3 separate regions of the Mus musculus genome follow, and all the other regions are linked to region 2. Evidence: chromatin contacts called from public promoter capture Hi-C data. All regions are on one chromosome and are shown on one strand. The core of a region is the stretch at or near the end of the contact, and the rest is flanking DNA. Distances in the headings are between cores, read along the strand shown. Region 1 holds the start of Cyp17a1 (cytochrome P450, family 17, subfamily a, polypeptide 1). Region 2 holds the start of Elovl3 (elongation of very long chain fatty acids (FEN1/Elo2, SUR4/Elo3, yeast)-like 3). Region 3 holds the start of Borcs7 (BLOC-1 related complex subunit 7).

Region 1 (2,700 bases), core at 101-2,600, 540 kb before region 2:
TTTCCTGGTAAGAAAATGAATATGGCTACAGCAACAGGGTGGTGGACCTCATGGCCTACATGGCCTTCAAGGAGTAAGAAACCCTGGACCACCCACCCCAGCAAGGACACTGAGAGCAAGAGAGAGGCCCTCGGTTGCTGAGGAGTCCCTAGCCCAACTCTGAGCATCTCCCTCACAATTTCCATCCCAGACCCCCATAATAACAGGAGGGGCCTAGGGAGCCCTCCCTACCCTCTTGAATACCATCAATAAAATTCGCTGCACAATACATATATATATATATATATATATATATATATATATATATATACGCCTAAAATGTAAACTTTTGCTGTTGATCTTGAGTGGGCCATAGTGTTTTATAGCCCAGGGTGACTTCAGACTTCCTATGAAACTGAGGCTGGCCCAACCCTCCTGTGTCTGCTGGGATTACAGCTGAGTATTGGCATTGCCGTCCCTAAAATGTACCTTTAAAAATGATTAAAGAGGCAGAGAGATGGCTCAAATGTAATAAATTTTTAAAATGACAATTAAAATGTTACTCTGTAATTTTTGTGTTTAAGATACTAGTTAGATATTTTATATGATTTTTAACTAGTGTTTTATTATTTTATAGGCATGAGTGTTTTACCTGCATGTATGTATGCAGACCGTGTGTGTTGGGGGTGCTTTCAGGGGCCAGAAGGTGCTTTCCTGGAACCAGAGGTACAGAAAGTTGTGAGCTACCATGTCAGTGCTGGGAATCTAACCTGGGTCTTCTGGAAGAGCAACGAGGCATCTTGACTGCTGAGCCATCTCTCCAGCTCTTAGTTAAAGTATTTTAAATGATGCATTTTACGTTTTATACATAGTAACATGACAAAATCATTTATTTCCAGAAAATATTAAATAGCCCATTCAAGAGAATGTACCTAGAAAGTAACCAAGCTATTTGAACAGAGACCTGCAATGGCCCTTGAGCTGATGTTCTGTGTACCTGAAAGCCTATGACTTCTGGATTCTTATCATCACTGCCTTGTGTGACCTTATGCAAACTAACCCTAAAAGACCTCTCTCTCCTCAACTATCAGATAATAAGACTGAAGTCTCTTTGACAGCTTTGGCTAGCTGCAACCTGATGACATTAATTATTAACTGTGCAGCACTTTTGACATTACAGCACGCACTCTGAAACCTTGATCTTAATCTGATAGCATTTGCCTCTGGGAGGATCCATAGCGCAGAAGCCCCAGGGAGATGACCAACTCTCTGCTCTTTAGCCAGCTCCTCCTCCAGGAGTTCGTCCTTAATCTGAGCCAGCCCTTGTGGAGGCCAAATTCCCTCTCCTCTCCCTTTTCTGGGTGAGGACTCAGGCTTGGAGACACTCCAGGATAAACTTCTGCAGGCCAAGAGATAACACGTCTTCAAGGTGACAATCAGAAACGCCTTTTAAAAGTTCTCCTTCTCTGCTGAAATTGCTGTAGCTTCTCCACTCCACAGCTGGCCATCTGCCTACACCTGGCTGCCATGTGGGAACTTGTGGGTCTCTTGCTGCTCATCCTGGCCTATTTCTTTTGGCCCAAGTCAAAGACACCTAATGCCAAGTTCCCCAGGAGCCTTCCATTCCTGCCCCTGGTGGGTAGTCTACCGTTTCTCCCCAGACGTGGTCATATGCATGCCAACTTCTTCAAGCTGCAGGAAAAGTATGGTCCCATCTATTCTCTTCGCCTGGGTACCACAACTGCAGTGATTGTCGGTCACTATCAGCTGGCCAGAGAAGTGCTCGTGAAGAAGGGGAAAGAATTCTCTGGTCGGCCCCAGATGGTAAGCAGTGCCAACCCTCCTCTTCCTCGGTCCCTGGGGTTGTACAGTTCTTATTTCTTTCAAAATCAGACTTGTGGGACTGCTCCCTCAAGACCCTACCGAACCTCTAAACTGGGAAGGAGGAATTAACGGGAAAACCCTTGAATGGCTTGTCTAGCAAGATGGTGCAGGGACCTGCAGAGCTGAGAAGCCTGTATGCCACTCACCTTCCCCTCTATGATACGATAATCATTCTAGAATATCCAGGCAAAGCCTTTAGCCCAGACCCAGAGCTAAAGTTCTCTATAAGTGTGACATTGTTGGGAAATAGGGCAGTGATTGCATCCTCCACCAGAAGATGCTTGGAGAAGCGGCTGGCATCATGGAGGGCTAGGACTGCAGTTTCTCTTATATGGCTTTGGCTCACAGATAGCTGGGGGAATATTACAGGGGGAGAGGGGACAAGGGACAGGGACATACAGTAGTATCTTGGGGCATCTGTTCTCATTTGTGCTGACTGTTGAGTAGCCATCCTACAAACACCACCTGTGCTCCCATGACCCTGTTGCAAGTGTTCCCCTGGGTACCCCGATAGAGGACGACCAGCCTCAGCTTTTAACAGGCCAAAACAAATTCCTTTTCCATGCGCTGGTCAGCCAGCGTGGCTGCCCAACTGCCAGGCTCTCTCAGGTTTGGGTTCCTCTCAGAAGCAAAGGAATAAACTGGGCCAGGTGACGGCAGCACACGCCTTTAAGGCTAGCACTTGGGAGGCAGAGGCAGAGGCAGGTAAATCTCTGGGTTTGAGGGCAGCCTGGTCTTGCCAATGCTATACGGGGAGAAGGAAGGAAGGAAGGAAGGAAGGAAGGAAGGAAGGAAGGAAGGGAATAAAACCATCACCACCACCCTGTGAATAAGAGA
Region 2 (2,700 bases), core at 96-2,595:
AGGAAGAAGGACCAGAGGATGAGAGGCCTCTGCAAGCTGAAGCTCTTCCGCGTTCTCATGTAGGTCTGGCCAACAACGATGAGCAACAGATAGACGACCACTATGAGAAATGAGCTTACCCTGGAGGGCAGAAAACAGATGGATTCACAGTGGGCGTTGCTTAAAAGAATGCCCGCTCATCTCCCAAAGGGGCTCCTTTATACTAGAGCTTCAGCAGTATGATGCTTTGGTTTCCTTATCTTTATGGGGTAGTGGGGTGCCTTGGCAGTATTCACAGATCTAAAGTACCTAGCACAGGGCACATTTGAGATTTCTGTAATTATGACTTTGTCAATGAGGTCTCAATGAAGGTGACAGTTGTCTGCCCCCAGCCAAGAACTACTCTGTCCAAACCTGTGGTGTAAGATAGTGTAGCAACATCTGACTGACTTATGGCAAGACGAGATTGAACAACAAAGTCACCCCACCAAACACGTCTGGGACGATTTAGGGCTAAGACAGAAAGCCTCAGGAAAGCTTTGACAGGGTTCCCATTTTTGTGTTATCTTGACATCAGAGAAGATGACACACTAAGGGAACATGATAATTGTGTGTGGGACACGCTAATCCTAGGTGCCCACACAGGAAGGCTCGCTTGGGCTCTCGGGCTCTCTCTCTCTCTCTCTCTCTCTCTCTCTCTCTCTCTCTCTCTCTCTCTCTCTGTGTGTGTGTGTGTGTGTGTGTGTGTGTGTCTGTGTATGTGTCTGTGTGTCTGTGTCTGTGTGTGCCTCTCTGTCTCTCTCTGAGAGTCAACTAAAAAAACCGCTTCATTCCGGTCAATCTCTCCTCAGCTATAGTTCCCATTTTTTCCCTTTGTTTTTGTCTCCTCCCACATCCCTCTCTCCAACTTCTCATTTCTGAGCCCTTTCTTCTAGAGCTAATCTCTTAAAGGGGTATCTTAAAAGAGGGGGCGGGGCAGGGGAATCGGAGCTAGTACCGGGGCGGGCGCGTCGTCGGAGACTTTACAGGCATTCATTCCCTGTCTCCATTTCCCTCAAAGCAGTTGGTCCTTCCCCATCACCAGGTCTCACCAGTACTCCTCCAAAAAGGGCCTTAAGTCCTGAAACGTCTCGAAGTCATAGGGTTGCATCAGGTCCATTTTTAACCCGCGTGAGAAATTCATGGATGTGTCCATTTCGATTTTGCAGACGACGAGTTACAGAGCTTGGGGTAGGGAGCTGGGCGAGAGCCAAAGAAGTAGAAGATGGAGTGGGTCTCAGGGACGAAGAAACCCAGGACAGAAAGAAATTGTGTATAAGCAGAAGGGCCCCGGAGCCTGGCACGTGCGCTGCTAACCAGCCCGCTCGCGCTGCAGTGACCGTGCCTGCCGTATATATATCCCCAATTACTAAACTGGGAACCCAGGCGGTGCAAGGCCAGCTCCCGCCCTCAGCAGTTATCCAATCTTAGCCAAGGGACATCTCTGTCCCGCCCCTGGACCTCCTCCTCTCTGACTGATCAGTCTCAGGGGCACCTCCCCTAAGAACCAAGTTTGCCCCAAATCCGTTCCCCCCACCCGCCTCCTTCCTTCCTTTCTTTCTCTTTCTTTCTTTCTTTCTTTCTTTCTTTCTTTCTTTCTTTCTTTCTTTCTTTCTTTCTAAATTCCACCAGCTGCTCTAGGTTGACTCATAAGCACACCCCCTCCCCCCTCCCCCCCCCCCGCGCCCCAATCCTTGATTTCACCGAGTACCCAGGCAGACCAGTCTACCTCTGACACAGTCACCTGTAGCCTCTGCCTCCTTTTGCGTTAATCTTCACCTACTTGGCCCTGACGAGCAAGCGGAGGGACTCTTGGCTTCTGGTGCACACTTCCAGATATGGGGTCGACAGTTTCCTTGGGAAACCCAGGCTGGAATAAGGAAGACCAAGCTGGACCATAAGGAAGACGGCTCTGACCACTTCTGTCTTTGGATCTGTGCTTGTAGGAGGAGGGGAATGGATGTAATGAATTTTACTGTTGGGTTGTTGTTGTTAATATTTGAGGAGGCGGCAATTCAGGCTGTTACAGTTTCTTTATAGTTTCCGGAACTGTCTCGTCTGACGCCCAGTAAAAATGTTGGAGAGAAAAATGGGGTCACCCTCTGGGCTCCTTGTCCTCAGGTGCAGGAGAAGCCTGGAAGGGTTTAAAGTAGGTGGTGACCCAGTGAACTTCCTTAGGCTTACAGTTCCCCTTCCCAGTCTGAACGTATCCAATTGAATCTGCTCCTTCACCAAGGCATCTAGTCCCAGTGAACAAAAAATACTTAGAAACTGGGAAGCCTTTACCTGGCTGTCCCTTGTTTCTTTCTTGGCTTTAAGAAAGTGAAGGAAAACCAGAAGGCTTGAAAACAGTTGAGAGGAGATGGGGATCTATAGAACAAGTGCAAAGAAAACTAAGAACTATTTGAGGTGGTGAAGAGCTGACTCAGTGACTATGAGCACTCGTGTAAGCATTAGGACCCGAGTGCAGAACCTAACACCCCATAACCAGCCTGCACCCTGTCCTGCCCACTGTATGTGGGAACAGAGACAAGACTGTTGGGGCTTCCAGGCTGCCAGCCTAGGGGAAAATCACAAACCCTGGGTTCACTGAAAGACTGAGTGTCTCAAAGAAATAATTCCTACAGACACACCACACACATACACACACACATACATGGAGACACAAATACAGGCACACAC
Region 3 (2,700 bases), core at 6-2,505, 560 kb before region 2:
CAGATTCCTAAAAGCAACGTGTCAGATGGGACCACATGCAAAACATGTCACCAGAGATCATCAGGTCAGCAATGTCAACAGCTGTTATACAGTAAGGGCGAGCACTTCTTGTAATGGGATTTTTATTTTGTTTTGCAGCCACTGTCAGTGAAAGCCAGCTCTTGCTACACTGCAGGTTTAAAGTAATATAAGTCAGATGTTGTGAACATCCATGCACAGATCCAAAGGCCTGAGAACATAGTGTGTCATTATTGCAACTACATAGGAAAGCAGGTGCCGTTCCTATGAAAACTAAGTTGGAAACGGTAACCACTTGCCGAAGGGTTACTAAGGTAGGGGTTACTAAGGAAGGTGAAATTGGAAGTTTTCTAAGCAGTCCCTTCTGTATCCCAGGTCTCTTGAGAGCTCAGACTAAGGTGTGCCCATTAGGCACCGCCATACGTTTAATTTTCCATTAGTAAATACATACCAAAGACGAGGTCATTGCATCTCATATGCCCGTTTACCTGTCCATGAGCGTGTGAGTTGTCTCATGAGGAAAAGTGTATGAACATGTACGTGTCTTTGTGTGGGCACACGGTTTCTCTAGGGCAGATAACGACCTCAACAAGCAGCGTGTACGTGTCATCAAATCATTCCATTCATAGAATCGGATGGAGGATGGAGAAAGGGGGAGGAGATGGTAGGGCAAAAGAAAAAGCTTGTCTAGGAAACAGTGAAGAGCTTGGCCAGAAATATAAAGAATAAACCCACAAAGAGAGAGGTGTAAGAAATCTTGGAAGTTGAGGCCATCGCCAAGCCGAGATTCGAAAAGCGACTGATGTTCACTACAGACGCCCATGAACACAAACAGGCACTGTGTAGGAGCCGCAGCTCATCTGCCCGCCTGTGCTTCTCCCCTTCCCACCCATCATCTCTTCCAACTACAAGCATTCAACCTAAACTGAAGAAACTCACCCAGAATGCAACACGCGCCTGGGCCAAAAGCCTACACTCCCCAGGATGCAATGCGCCGCCTCTCCCGGAGCCAGCGCTGGGAGGAGGACTGGGCCCGGGGAGCCCACGCCCCGCTCACCTCGGAGCTCCGCGAGCCTTTCAGCACCTGCTTGGTGAGCGCGATTACATCGGTGCCACAGGTGTTCACCTTCTCCGTGAGAAGCCCCTTCACGGACTGACCAAATCGGGCTTGCGAATCCGGCGTCCCAGTCGCCATCACCTCAACTAGCGATCACCCGCAGCCGGACGACGGCGAGTCCCTGGGGCCAAAAGAGACGCAACCGTCCAATCGTGCGAAGAGGAAGGACCGCATGCGCTTAGCTCAAACTGCTTACTAAAATTACTTAAAATGTTCAGTTGATGGACATGGAAGGAGGATACCGTTTAGGCAGGCTACCCTGGAGGGGATAGAATATAATTTAGGTGAATCTCTAGTTTAGAGTCAGAAGATCTGGATAGCATCCCAAGGAGTGATGTGGCTACAAATTACTCAACCCCTGTGTCTTCTGTTATCTGTTTTAGGGCCAGCACTGCGTTACCTAGGCACATTAATACAACTCTGTCAGAAGTTCAGGGTCTTTCTTGGCTGTATAGCAAGTGGAGGCCGACCTGTGATACATGAGACCACATCTATAAAATAAAATATCTATAAAATAAAATAGAGACCCTGTTCAATTCTAACATATTTTATTGAAATTAGCAAAGGGCACAGGCCAAAGAAAATGAAATTCAAATGACTAAGGTAAAGAAATGTCAACATCATTAAATTCTGTGTGTGTGTGCGTATGTGTTTTCAAGACAGGGTTTCTCTGTGTAGTCCTGACTGTAGACTAGGCTGGCCTCAAACTCACGGAGATCCATCTATGTGTGCCACCACCACCTGGCTTTTTTTTTTTTTTTTAATCATTAGTAGTTTGTATTTATGAATAGCCTTTTAATTAAAACTCTGCTTATAATTACTTTGGAAGCAAGTCCTACTATGATGTTAGGTCCCTGGAGTATACCCTTTGAAGGGATATTGTGATCCTGGTCCCTTTTTGTCTCTCTTTCCATCCCGACCTTGGAGTGAACAACCCTCCACCACATGGTGCACTGTGGTGCCATAATCCCAAAGCAATGGAGTCAAATGATGTACACTGGGACCTCTGAAAGAAGTGGATAGCAATAGGAACTTGAAAATCCTAAATTGAGAGTCTGTAGAGGTTGGTTAAAAAAAAAAAGTTCATCCAAGAAAATTCTTGGGCTGGAGGATGGCTCACTGACTGCACTTCCAGAGGTCCTGAGTTCAATTCCCAGCAACCACATGGTGGCTCACAACCATCTGTAATGGGATCTGATGTCCTCTTCTGGTGCATCTGAAGGCAGCTACCGTGTACTCACCTAAATAAAATAAATAAATCTTTAAAAAAGAGGAAAAAGAAAAAAAATTCAAACAAAATTTTACTGTAGGTCAGCTCTGCTTTCTGTACATTTGTTTACTTATAGTTTATTTCTTATTTTTATTTTATTTATAAGTATGTGCCTGCCTATCTGTTTGTGTACCATGTGGACGCGTGTGCCTTTGAAGGCCAGAAGAGGGTGTTTGATCTGTGCAATCAAAGTTACAGACCTATGTGAGCTCTCCAGTGTGGGTGCAAGAAAGTGAACCCAGGACCTCTAGAAGAGCTGTCAGTGCTCTTAACCACTGAGTCATGTCTCCATCTT

Evidence for each region. Promoter capture Hi-C pulls out the DNA fragments that hold promoters and counts their contacts.
Region 1: a contact with region 2 is called in a promoter capture Hi-C map of pre-B cells, with 2.4 times the contacts expected there. The contact joins the promoter of Cyp17a1 here to the promoter of Elovl3 in region 2. A contact is called at or near these places in 1 of 39 promoter capture datasets (pre-B cells) and 1 of 9 other capture datasets (liver).
Region 3: a promoter capture Hi-C map of pre-B cells shows a contact between it and region 2, with 2.8 times the contacts expected there. The contact joins the promoter of Borcs7 here to the promoter of Elovl3 in region 2. A contact is called at or near these places in 2 of 39 promoter capture datasets (pre-B cells and stem cell-derived epiblast-like cells) and 1 of 115 datasets of contacts at active chromatin or transcription factors (pancreatic cancer cells).

Annotation. Positions count from the first base shown.
Region 1 is chr19:46,671,650-46,674,349 of GRCm38.p6, reverse strand. Cyp17a1 (cytochrome P450, family 17, subfamily a, polypeptide 1) reads left to right here and starts at 1,350. Exons shown (of 8, transcript NM_007809.3): 1 at 1,350-1,803. The coding sequence starts at 1,507. All of the region lies in intron 1 of Gm41857 (predicted gene, 41857), which reads right to left. It also overlaps the pseudogene Gm6967. RefSeq lists a cis regulatory region at 1,110-1,209 and a promoter at 433-1,482.
Region 2 is chr19:46,130,544-46,133,243 of GRCm38.p6, reverse strand. It overlaps Elovl3 (elongation of very long chain fatty acids (FEN1/Elo2, SUR4/Elo3, yeast)-like 3), which reads right to left and starts at 1,345. Exons shown (of 4, transcript NM_007703.2): 1 at 1,071-1,345; 2 at 1-120. The coding sequence starts at 1,174.
Region 3 is chr19:46,688,461-46,691,160 of GRCm38.p6, reverse strand. It overlaps Borcs7 (BLOC-1 related complex subunit 7), which reads right to left and starts at 1,255. Exons shown (of 5, transcript NM_025563.3): 1 at 1,076-1,255. The coding sequence starts at 1,213.